Linked DNA regions of Sus scrofa: region 2 is linked to region 1. Evidence: chromatin contacts called from public HiChIP or PLAC-seq data. All regions are on one chromosome and are shown on one strand. Each heading gives the region's core, a stretch centred on a gene start, on an enhancer-like site or on the middle of the called end of the contact. The rest is flanking DNA. Distances are from core to core; before and after follow the strand shown. Region 1 holds the start of LITAF (lipopolysaccharide-induced tumor necrosis factor-alpha factor). Region 2 holds the start of CLEC16A (protein CLEC16A).

Evidence for each region. HiChIP or PLAC-seq counts read pairs in DNA pulled down with a chosen protein or histone mark.
Region 2: an H3K27ac HiChIP or PLAC-seq map of alveolar macrophages shows a contact between it and region 1. The contact joins the promoter of CLEC16A here to the promoter of LITAF in region 1. A contact is called at or near these places in 1 of 47 Hi-C or Micro-C datasets (retroperitoneal adipose tissue) and 1 of 2 datasets of contacts at active chromatin or transcription factors (alveolar macrophages).

The regions. Positions count from the first base shown.
Region 1 is chr3:31,479,178-31,485,425 of Sscrofa11.1, forward strand. LITAF (lipopolysaccharide-induced tumor necrosis factor-alpha factor) reads left to right here and starts at 3,428. Exons shown (of 4, transcript XM_021086604.1): 1 at 3,428-3,447.
Region 2 is chr3:32,155,120-32,161,367 of Sscrofa11.1, forward strand. CLEC16A (protein CLEC16A) reads right to left here and starts at 3,224. Exons shown (of 25, transcript XM_021086617.1): 1 at 2,941-3,224. The coding sequence starts at 3,020. It overlaps DEXI (dexamethasone-induced protein), which reads left to right and starts at 5,103. Exons shown (of 2, transcript XM_003124598.4): 1 at 5,103-6,056. The coding sequence starts at 5,623. The coding sequence ends at 5,910.

The sequences.
Region 1 (6,248 bases), core at 2,178-4,677:
GACCAGGAAACTGAGTTGCCTTTCCCAGGTGGGAGGGGGGCACCAGAGGTCAAGCGTGGAGTCCAGGTCTGCCCCCCTCCCCCGCGCCCCAAGGATTGTCCCTTAGGAGTCGGCCTCCGAGGTTTCAGCGATGCCCAGCACAGCCCTGCTAGGAGGCAGGAGGATGATGGAGGCGCGCTTCCAGATGTGGTCCAGGGAGTGAGCCAAGAGTCCTTGAAAGGACCTGCCGGGCTTCTCCCAGTGTGTGGGCATCCATCAGGCCCAGTATAAAGGGCGGTGTATGTGGGGGTCCGGCGACGCAAGGTGGCGCCCTTCAGGCCGGGGCGTCCCGCAGTTCATCTCCTGACCTTTTCCATTTTCTAACTAGAGGAGCAACAGCAGCTGAAGGTCGGAGCAGTGGGATGTCTCCCTGCAGGTGCTGGCGCTCCAAGGCTGGTATAATCCGTCCCCTACAACTCCTCCCCCGTGGCCTGGGTTCTTCCTGCTCGCCAGCAGTTAACTTTAGCAGGTGGGTGGGTGGGGAGGGAGGTGAGAAGCCAGTGGGTTCAGGCTCTGCAGCTGCCGCTCACACCTTGTGACCTGGGACTGCATTGGCCACTCTGAACCTCATCTGTAAATTGGGGAGGCCCAGCCCCATTTTGCCAGAAAATGGCCTCTTGTGTGAAATGAAATGCCCCATCTGGGCCTGGCACGCAAATGGGGGTCTCTCTCTCTCTCTCTCTGTGGCAGATCCCATTTGACCAACAGGAGCCTGCAGTGGTGACAGCCAGGATTTAAGGCATTGCTGATAGAAGTTTTTAAAAAATAGGAGTTCCTGTCGTGGTTCAGTGGTTAACTAACCCAACTAGTATCCCTGAGGATGTGGGTTCAATCCCTGGCCTTACTGAGAGGGTTAAGGATCTGGTGTTTCTGTGAGCTGTGGTGTAGGCCGCAGATGTGGCTCGGATCCCACATGGCTGTGGCTGTGGTGTAGGCTGGCAGCTACAGCTCCGATTCGACCCCTAGCCTGGGAACCTCCGTATGCCGCCGGAGCGGCCCAAGAAATGGCAAAAAGACAAATAAATAAATAAAATAAAATAAAATAAATATATAAAATATATATAATAAATACATATAGCCTTTTAATATGGGAGAGGGATGAATTTCCCACACAGAAGAATTCCAAATAATTCATCTCAATCAGCCAGGTCACCATCGACAGTGACAGGTCACCTTGAGGCCATGTGCCCTTGATATGTTTTTGATGAAAAATGCCTTTCACCTCTGTGGGCTTCCTCCCCAAACACAGCACCCCATTCTAATCATGAGAAAACCACAGGACAAATCCCAATTGAGGGATTTGACAGCTCTTCCCGAAAAGTGTCAAGGTGATAAAAATCAGGACAGTCTGAGAAACTGTCACAGCCCGGAGGAGCCTGCAGTCGGATTCTGCATAATGTGGTGTCCTGGAAGGGATCCTGGAACAGAAAAAAAGACTTTTTTGGGAAAAAAAAAAACCAAAAACCTGGGGAAATCTGAATAAAGCCCAGACTTTAGTAAATAATAATGTGTCACTGTTAATAATAGAGGAAGCTGGATGCGAGTGCATGGAATTCTCAACCCTACGTTCACCATCTTTCTCTAAATCAAAAACCATTCTAAAATTTAAAGTTTCTTTAAAAAAATTTGAGGGTGGACATAGATTGCTAACTTCTTATTTTGACTAGTAAAGCCATTAAAAACCTCCCCAACCACTCTCCACCCCAGTCTTTCCTTTTGCTGTTGTCGTTGATGTTTTGTAAGTTTTTTTTTTTTTTTGGCCACACCTTGAAGCCTGCGGAAGTTCCTGGGTGGGCCAGAGATCTAACCTGCACCACGGCAGCAGTGACCCAAGCTGCTACAGTGACAATGCTGGATCCTTAAGCCCCACAAGGGACTGCCCCCCCCCACATACTGTTTCATAAAAGAAAAGAGGTTTGTAACAGCAAGAAAACCTCCAACTTGGAGTTTCCTGGTGATCTAGCAGTGGTTAAGGATCAGGCGTTGTTGCTGCTGTGGCCTGGGCTCGATCTAGGGCCTGGGAACTTCCACAGGTCGCAGGCATGGCCAGAAAAAAAAAGGCAAACACTCAAGTGGCAGCAAGGGATATGTCTATCAACGAATGAAGAGACATAGCATGTGGTCTATTATTACAGTGGAGTATCATTCAGCCTTAAAGAGGAATGTAGCCTGGCTACGTGTTACAACACAGATGAAACTTTTTTTTTCTTTTTGTCTTTTTGCCATTTCCTGGGCCGCTCCCGCGGCATATGGAGGTTCCCAGGCTAGGGGTCCAATCAGAGCTGTAGTCACCAGCCTACACCAGAGCCACAGCAACTCGGGATCCGAGCCGCATCTGCAACCTACATCACAGCTCACGGCAATGCCGGATCCTTAACCCACTGAGCAAGGCCAGGGATCGAACCCTCAACCTCATGGTTCCTAGTCGGACTCGTTAACCACTGAGCCACGATGGGAACTCCAACACAGATGAATCTTGAAAACACGCTGAGTGAGAGAAGCTGGTCCCCAGAGACCGCAGATTGTACGATTCCATTTACACGAAACATTCGGAATAGGCAAATTCATCAAGAGGGACATTAGTTCGTGGTTGCCAGGGCTGGGATGAATTGGGGGAAAACAGCAGTGGGGGGCCATTGCGAGGGGGTCTGGGCTTTGAGGCAGGGTGATGATAGTGTTGTAGAATGGATTGTGGCGATAGTTGCACTGTTCTAGAAATATACGAAAAGCCGTGGGATTGTACACTGGGAATTGTGTGTGACGTCTCTCTTGGCTGCTCCTCTTTCCAGCCCTGTGCCAGCTCAGCTCCCTGGGCAGCCCTGAGCACAGGGGTCCGCCCCCCCCAATTTCCCACCTGGAGGATGCAGGTGTTGAATCAGGTACATTCTGAGGCTACATCCAGCGCCAAGAGCTTATGATTTTGTTTTGACAGATGGTTACGTTTTCACCAGAGCCACCTGCCCACAGAGACCTGGGATAATAGAGGCCAAAGGTGGCCCATCAGCTCAGAAACCTGTAATTCCGCACATGCCCAACCATCCACAGGGACCGGAAGGAGCCGAGCAGACGCCAGCGGAAACCCACAGATGTTTGCAATTGACAACAGACCCATCAGCAGATGTCCTTAAAGAATTTGCCGGCACCTGCTGCCTGTTTACCAATGCTCCCTCCGTGAAGTTCACCTTCAGCTCACGGTGACCACCGCCACCGCCGCCGCCACTGGGGCCCCAAGTCGGGGATGCCTAGCTCGGGTGGCCCCTTGCTCTAGCCCCCAAGGACAGTCACTTGACCTCTCTGAGCCAGAGATGCTGCATGTGTGAAGGAGAAGTGGTAACGCTCACCTCCTAGGATGGCGGTGACGATTCGAAATGAAAACGTCTAGGGCCCTTGGCGTGGGGTCAGCTCCAGGTAGGTGCCCGGTCAGTGGCAGCTGTTGTGATTCCTCACCTCTTAGCCTCCGTTTCCCCAGCTGGGTTTGGACAGGGCTTATCTAGATCAGTGGTTCTCAGTTGGGGGTGATTTTACCCCCCAGCTGTGGGGCAAGGGAAGCTGCTGGCATCAGGTGGCGTCGGAGATGCTGCCAACGTCCGACAGGGTGCAGGACAGCCACGCACAGCGGGGGATTGTCCAGCCCCAAATGTCCACATGATCTGTATTAAGAAACCCTGGACTAAGTTCATCTCTGCGTTTCCCTCGCAGTAGAGGAAGTTTGGGTTGGGTCTGTGTTGCCTTGTGCTGGGAGGGGTCTGGAGCATCCAGGCTTTCAACCCGGACGTGGCCCCGTAGACTGGACCTCGGGCCTGGGACACTTCCTCCCAGGAGGCAAAGAGGCCCCTCAGCCTCAAAGCCTCATGTGGGGACCTTGTTCCTGTTTCAGGCCCAACGTGTGCATGTTTGTCTGGCTTAAGTGTGTGCATGTGTCACGGGGCGCTTGGCCAGCCTCACTGCTGTATTGTCCCCTGTGGGGAGGGGACAGGGTCCTGTGTTCAGTGACACAGGAGGGGTGCATGGATCAACTGCTGGGAGAGACCCGCTGGCCGTGGGGGACCGGATAGAGCTATTAGTATGTGGTGTATTGTCTGTTTCCCGCCCCCGCCTCATACGTCAGTCAACTACCAATGACTGTATGATGGTTGCACAGCTCTGAATGTACTAAAAATCATTGAAATGTACACTTTAAATGAGTTGATTGTAGGGTGTGTGAATTATATCTCAATGCATCTGTTAGAAAAAAAAAAAAGTGGATTCCAAGGTGCTTAGCTGAGCCAGGTTGTATTCAGGGTATTTCCTTAAAAGCCACACGTTTGGCCTCCAGGGGGCTGTGTTCGGCTGGTGAGACTTCGACATTTTTCCTTCTGTGCTGCTTGCAGTTACCTAGATTCCTTCATCTGCCTGTCTCCCATCCGGCGCCAAGATATCACGTGATCTCCATATGCTGCCTCAAGTTGCCAGGGTGCCTCGGCTGTGTCCCCATCCGCCTCCAGGCCATCCATTCCTCAGAATCAGTCTCTCACTCCAGCTGCGGTTACTCTTGCGAAGAGCCTCCGGGGGGAGTGTCCATTGTGGCTCAGTGGATTAAGAACCTAACTGGTATCCATCAGGGTGCGGGTTTGATCCCTGTCCTCGCTTAGTGGGTTAAGAATCCAGCATTGCCTGAGGCAAGCTGTGTAAGTCACAGACATGGCTCGGATCCCATGTTGCTGTGGCTGTGGTGTAGACCACCAGCTGTAGTTCTGATTCAACTCCTAGCCTGGGAACCTCCATATGCCGTGGGTGCGGCCCTAAAAAGCAAAAAAACAAAAAAAGGCCTCCTGGGGGTGGGGGATCAGGGCAAGCAAGAGGCTGTACCATGAATAGAAGGGTTTTAATGCGGGGACCAGCCTCACAGCTGCTGGGATTGTCAGAGGCCTGGGAACCTGGGGCAGGAGGGTGGCTGCAACCTGGTGCCCTTGACCTGGAGGTCACACGGTAGGTCTGCTCACCTGCTCCTGACCAACTGTGCAGAAGCCAAGAGTCTCGAGACCAGAGTTCCCGTTGTGGCCCAGCGGAAATGACTAGGAACCACGAAGTTGCGGGTTCAATCCCTGCCCTTGCTCAGTGGGTTAAGGATCTGGTGTTACCATGAGCTGTGGTGTAGGTTGCAGATGTGGCTTGGATCTGGCGTTGCTGTGGCTGTGGTGTAGGCCAGTAACTGTAGCTCTGATTTGACCCCTAGCTTGGGAATCTCCATATGCTGCCTCAAGTGTGGCCCTAAAAAAAAAAAAAAAAGAGTCTCAAGACCAATTTGAGATAATGGCGGTGGCAGCTGGGTGCAGAGGGAGGCTCCTGGGCCCTGGAGATGCACGGGTTTGAGTCCCACCTCTGCCAGCCCCCGGCTACGGACTCTAGGCATGTGGTCTCCCTTACCCAAGCCTCAGCTCCCCCATCTGTAAAGCGGGGCTAACAGCACCATGTCGCTTGTAAGTTTGTGGTTAAAAAAAACCAAGGCAGTGACGTATTCTAGAAATACTTGGCCTGCGCTGTAGTGTGGATTGGGATCAGCTGCGTGTGAGGTTCTGGCGTTTAGCCCCGAGGTAATTCTGGCAGGCTGTGTGACCCTGGGCAAAGCCCTCAACCTCTCTGAGCCCTGTAGCTACATCTGTGAAATGGAGAGAGCAGTTCTGCCTGTTTCACAGGAGCGCAGGCGAGGATTAAGCGGGACTTGGGACTCGGCGCAACAGGTACCCGGTGGGCCTTGCCGCTCGGGGCCTCTTGACCTGGCTCTCGCCCTCCACACTGGCCGCCCCTCCAAACGGGCTCTCTATGGCCTTGCCTCCTCCCTCCCCGCGGTATCCTATCTGTGAGGGGGGCTTGAGTCCAGCTGAGCTGCATGGAGAACTGGGCCGGGGTGAGTTTGGAATAAACCTCATGGTGTCATGGTTACAGCGATGCCGTTCCAGCCCCTGGCCGTGACTTGCCATTAGGATGCAGTTTCCCGCGGGTGGGTGTCCTTGGGACCAGCTAAAGGGGCCATCCCGACCCCCCCATCCCAGCATCGGATGAAAAGACCTTGCAGCCGATCCCTTGCCTGGCAAACAGGGGTGAATGTGGTCGTGATGAAGCGTTGTGATTCGCGGCACCTTTGGCTGCTTGTGCCCCTGGGGCTGGTGGCGCATCAAAGAGGAAGAGTCATCCAGAGTTCTGTCTGCATGGCATGTGTCCCTTTGTCT
Region 2 (6,248 bases), core at 1,974-4,473, 680 kb after region 1:
GTTCCACCTCCAGTCCTGTTTCCCACAACTACCAGCCCCACCTCGACATTCCTCAAACCCCAGGGTCGCCTTCTCACATGCTGCACTCCACACGGTGGCCCCTGCTTGCCCTTGACAACTCTGCTCTGGTGCTGCCTCTCCGAGAGCTTCCGAGAGGGGTTTGCGCAGAACCATGAACCTAGAGGGATCCCAGCACTTGTCACACTGCAGAGTCACTAGCTCTATGGCTGTCGCCCCCGCCAGCCTGTGAGCTCCCTCAGGGAATGGGCTGTTCTGTACTCAAGGCCCAGGACATCTCCCATCAGAGCCACGCGCGGAGTGGGCACTAGTTGTTTATGGTGGGTGCTCCTTCCCATCACTTTGGAATCTGCTAAGCCCCACAGCAAAACACCCATCACCAGGTTCTTCAGCCTGTAATATGGATTAAGCTGATCTGCCTGATCCAGGGCAGGCAGCTCCGGTTTCCAAAAAGCACCTAATAGCCCTGTGACCTAAACAATGAACCTGGGCAGTTTCTGACACTTCAAAGGAACCTGAGAACCTGGACCATTCCCTCCCTGGTTGGTTGGACAGCAAAGATGCCCCATTAGGCAAAATAACTCAGTCACGCTGAATGTCTTCCCAAACTCACTTTTTGAAAGTTTTATTTAAAAAAACCCAAAAAAAAACAAAAAACAAAAACCAGTGTAATGATGCAAACACTGAAGTTAAATCCTGGCTCTGACATTTTAGCTCTTACCACCTTGGGCAAGTGATTTAACCTCTTTGGATTTTAGTTTCTACTCTATCAAATGGTAACAATAATCCTTCCTATACCTCATGGGACTTGTGAGGACTGAAGGAAATAAGACACAGGAAGCCCTTAACAAGCACCTGGCACCGAAAATGCATTCAATAATTACTAAAGGGCTAGAGTCAGGCAGAGTTAGTGAGAGACTGCAGGTACCTGGATGCTGGCAAGAGGCCTGGCCTCCTTAGATAACCATCCTCCCCTCTCCGCCTCATCCACCCACTCTCTAAATTCCTGAGTCCTCAAGCCTCTCCCTTTGCCGTCCAGCTGCCCTCCCATTTAAGACTCCTGCTTCTCTACACACACCCTCCTGAACCTAGGCCTCTCTCCTCTCCCTGTCCCCTCTCATTGCCACCTCCCCAAACCATTCCTCACTACATAACAATCCCTCCTGCCCCCCACTCTTTGAGACCCACAAACATTAAATGCCTGCTGCATGCTAGAAAGGATACAGCTTGGAATTATAGCACCCCTGCTCCCTGCCAAATGAGAAGCCCCTACCTAACTTGCCTCCCACCAATTCTTTCCGGAGGCCCCTGTCTTCCTCCTACTGCTCCCTGTCTCCCACCTCCTCCACCCGTTTTCTATTAATAATCTTGGGTGCTCCTTCTGGAAACCAACCAATTGATTACCACAAAAGGTTGACTATCCCCCCCACCCCCACTATATCTTCCTCCCCAAAGCCGTTCCCTCCTCAAAGGTCTCAACTTCCGGCAACACACACACACACACACACACACCCTGAGCTCTGGGCTCTGCCTGCATACTCTACACCTCTCCCCGATTCATTCATTTTCTTCATTCTTTTCTCTTTCTTTTTTCCTTTTTTTCTTTTTCAGCCACACCTGCAGCATGTAGAATCTCCAGGGCCAGGGACTGAATCCGAGCTGCAGTTGTGACCTCCACCACAGCGGCGGAAACACCGGGTCCTTAGTTCACTGTGCCACAGCAGAACTCCCATGTTTTTCATTCTTTAAGTATCCACTGAGCTCCTACTGTGTGCCAGGCACAGAGCTAGATGCTGGGAATACAGGCGTAAGCAAAACAAGTTCTCTGGCCTCCTGGAGGTACCAGGTTAGGAGAAAACAGAAAAGTAGTAAAAAAAAAAAAAAAACAAATAACAACAACAACAACAACAGGGTAACTGCAGATAGTGGAGATGAATCAAACGAATGAAATCAAGAGAAAGCTCTAACAGAAAGGAATTGGGGTAAGGGAAGCAGTTTAGGTAGGGTGGTCTGAGAAGCCCTTGCCCAGCTAATAAACACAGCTACCATTATTGGCCACCTACTGAATAACAGACAGCGGATCGATCTATTTCCACGAACAGCATTACTGAATCCTTGCGCAATGTTCGTCACCCCCATTTGCACATGAGGAATCAGAGGCTCAGAGAGGTGAAGCAATTTGTCCAAGGTCACACAGCCATTAAATGGTGGAATCAGGATTTGAATGCAGATCTGACTGCAAAGCCACTCTGTACTTCTTTCTGCTTCCCAGGACCACCTCTGCCACCTGTCCTCACCCAAAGCTCTACTCTGACAGTCCCTCTTTAGACTCTCCTAAGAAACTAATTTAAAAAAAAAAATACTGTCCTTTATCAAGCACTTGGACAAGCTTCCAATTTTTTGTACATTCTCTTATTCTACCCACAAAAGAATGGTAGGAAGCAGGGGCTGTCACTATATCCATTTTACCACTGAGGAAACAGAAGCCTAAATTCACACACTTAAATTCGAACCCACATGTCTCTGACTCCAGGATCCAAACCTCCGACCCCCAAGCTGTCCAGCCTAAGAAGTACCACCCCGGGGAAGCTTGGTGCCCATTGTCCGACCCGGGCAAGAACGAAATCTGCATCCGTAAACTGAAATCTCATCCCCTTACTCTACTGATGCAAAAACCGAGACTCTGAGAAACCAAGCGACTTGCCCAAGGTCACACAGAGAGGAGCTACGGGGTCAGGGTTCAAACACAGGCGCCCTGAGCGCAGAGCCCTTAGCTCTTAACTACCACACAGCTTTTCTCGGGCGCCTCTCTCAGCCCTCCGCCTCCGCTCTCACACTTCCCAGCGCCCCCGGCCCAGGGCTATGCGCCCCCAACCCCACGTCCAGCCCCGCGGCCTCCCCCCTCTGCCCCAATACACTCACTTGAGGTGGTCCAAGGAGTGGATATTGCGGGAAGACTTGCCATGGCCCCCGCCCACCCAGCTCCGCGAGCGGCCAAACATGTCGGCGGCCCTGGCCCGTTGCTTGCTTCACGGTCTCATGCCCGAGCGGCTGAGCGGCTGGACGCCTGCTGCGGCGGCAGAAACGGAGGAGGTAACGAAGGGGGTGGCGGGGACACCACCAACCACCTTCCTATCCGGCCCACAGCCCCGCACTGACATTCAGCCGGAACCGGCCGTTCGACCGCCGCGCTTTACGGCCGCCGCCACGAGGAGAGCTGGGAAATGCAGTTCACCCTCGACGCCCCTGCTGCCAGGACTCTACGTACGAACTACAAGGCCCAGCGTGCATCACGCAACTGCGGGCCAGCGGCCTCGGAAAAGAGGCGGAGCGAGACGGGGGTAGTCCGCAGTATTGCTTGGATGGGCGGGAACGGGAAAGCTATGGGCGAAGCCCTAAGAAATGAGTCCGTGAAGATGCGTGAATAAAAGTTACCACAATATTAATAATTATTAGCTTTATGATAAGAATAAGAATACCTGTTGCTTGGCGTACTATGTGCCACTGCCCTAAGCGGCTTACATATATTGTCATTTAATTCTCTTAAAAACCCTCTGAGGTGAGTACTATTATCTCTGTTTTTAGCAGAAGGAAACTGAATCACAGAAGGGTTGACTTGTCCAAGGTCATAACAGTTATTAAGGGGCAGAACCAGGGTTCAAACCCAGGCACCCTGGTTTTTATCCCCCATGAACAAAACTGCACCAAATTGGTAACAGTCTGAATTATCCTCACAACTTTTCTTTTTCTACTAAAATTAAAAAATAAATATTGAAAGGCCTTCAAGCAACAATGTACCAAAATTGAACGTCCTGTACTTTCAGAGTTCTCTGGTCTTCACCCAAAATCCATACCATTTCCAAAACAACCACGTTTTTAAAAATAAGGAAATACCCAGCTTCCTACACCAGCCAAGATGTATCTACATTTCTCTTCTGGATTAGGAGGGAGAAATTTTGTGGAGGCAATTTTTTTCCTATGTATTCATTTCTACACCTCATAGTTATCAAAGGTCTACTGTGTCGCTTAGGACAGAATTGGACTAAGAAGCCAATGTTCTCCCCAATGCCTAGCACAAAGTTTGGCACATAATAGGTGTTCAACAAGTGTTGGCAGAGTGAATAAATGAATGACAGTTTGTTTCATTTTCACCAGTTGGAGGATTAATGGTTTGCTCTGCAGTTCACCTAAAGGAGCAAGAGACAGTCATGGAGAAAATAGGGCAGGTTCTGTCCTCCAAACACCCACAGGCCCAGAAGCTTCCAGAGTCCTTCTGTTTCTCAGTTTTCTCGTCTGTAGAAAGGGATGACATACTACACTTCCCCATCTGGCTGCAATTAAGCAATGCATGTAAAGCACCCAGCTCAGTGTGGCCTGCTTAACTGCTTTGGAGGGTGCTTTGGGCAAGATCAGTTGCTTGGTGGATGTACAGGTGTTGCCCCTGAGGAGGGGAATCAGAGGGAAATTACTTTTCTGTGTATTTCTTGGTTAAAACCACGTGCATTATTACTGCTTTAAAACAAGTTTCTCAAAGTAAAAACAAGAAGCAATTCTCCTGCTGCAGACCTGACCTGCCTTATTACGCAGATTCCCCCCACTCCCATCCCGCCCCGTACCGCGGGGCTGGACCTTCCAGCAGCCAGAATTTGGAGAGATGAAGGGGACTGGTCGATCTTCCCCACCGAGGACAATTTGCCACTTCAGGGAAATCCAAAATTTTCACTGGTAAGGTCCACCGCCCCGACCCTGCCTCTTTTTTCAACTGGTAAATTGACTCCCAAAAAGGCTTGGCGCCAATACTCAAATCCAGCAGGTGCTAATGAAACCAAGGTTTCCCTCAGTTTTGGTAGCCTTAGGATACGTCTAGGTTTGAAATGTGTTCTAACTCTTTCCCTTCCCCCTACTCCGTCGCGGATTCACTGAGAAAATTGTATTCCAGATCTGCTCTGAGTCCGGAACTAGGAAAGAAACTCAGCAGCCAGCACCTCGAGGGGCGGAGCGCGGAGGTACCCGCCCATCTGACGGCTCGGGCCAATCAGTGTTGGCTTTGAGGTTACCAATCAGCGCAGGCTGGGGCGGCGGGCCAATCAGCGCGGGGCTGCTCCGGAGGCGGTGCTCGGAATGCGACCAGGAGAGCGACGCGGCGGCCGCAGCTATGGGCGCTGGGCCTTCGGGGGCGCGGAGAGGGCTCGAGGAACGGCTGGGCGCGGCTGAAGAGACCGCCGCCGGGACTGGCCCTTGAGATGACCCGCGGCGAGGGTCCCCGCAGGCGCTGCGAGGGCCCGTGAGCGCGAGCGGGACACATCGGAGGAGCCGGGCAGCCGCCGGCTACTTCAGGGGGATCCGCCTGACCGCTGGGCAGATCTACAGGGCCGTGTGGGCACCTCTGGGGGTGGGGTGACCCGCCTGGCACGTTTCGGGGGCCCGGGTGCGTCTGCAGGGGCCAACGCACATCCCCCGGGGCACCGCCGGGGCCCAGCGCCGCCTCGGCCAGCCCCGGGGCGGCCCTGGATGGCTGAGCTGCCCGCTCGCCGGCTGGCCGGGCGCCGCAGCGGCTGAGCTCGCTGAGATCGCCGGGCTGCTGCCGCCCTCGCCGCCCCCTGCATGCCCGGCGCCCGGGTCGCGGCCCACCTGGACGCGCTGGGCCCCCTGGTCCCCTCCGTGCCGCCGCCGCTGCTACCCTCTATGTTCTACGTGGGCCTTTTTTTCGTCAATGTGCTGATCCTATACTACGCCTTTCTCATGGAGTACATCGTCCTTAACGTGGGCCTAGTCTTCCTGCCCGAGGACATGGACCAGGCGCTCGTGGACCTCGGCGTGCTCTCTGACCCCGGCTCGGGCCTCTACGATGCCGATTCGGAGCTCGACGTCTTCGATGGTTACTTGGAGTAGGCTTGGCTGCTGTCCCCCGCTCCCCCTACGACCCGCAACCCTCGACCTGGACCAGCGCCTAGATCATGCTGCCGCTGCTGGTTGAGGGCACCGTCAGGCCAGGGATGGGACCCCCAGGACGAGGCCCTCTCCGGCCTCCAAGGCCTGTAAGTGCCCTCTCTGCGCAGGATGAGGGCGGGTTGGGGCGCTGGCTAGGAAGAGGGAGGCATCCCAAGCCGGACACACAACCCTACCCCAGACTTTTGATTCCTCCATCCACTTCCCCTAGGTCTGTTTGGATGCCAGGAATGGCTGGACTCTTTTGAGACTCTTAGGGCAGGAAAGCTTCCCCTTAGCAA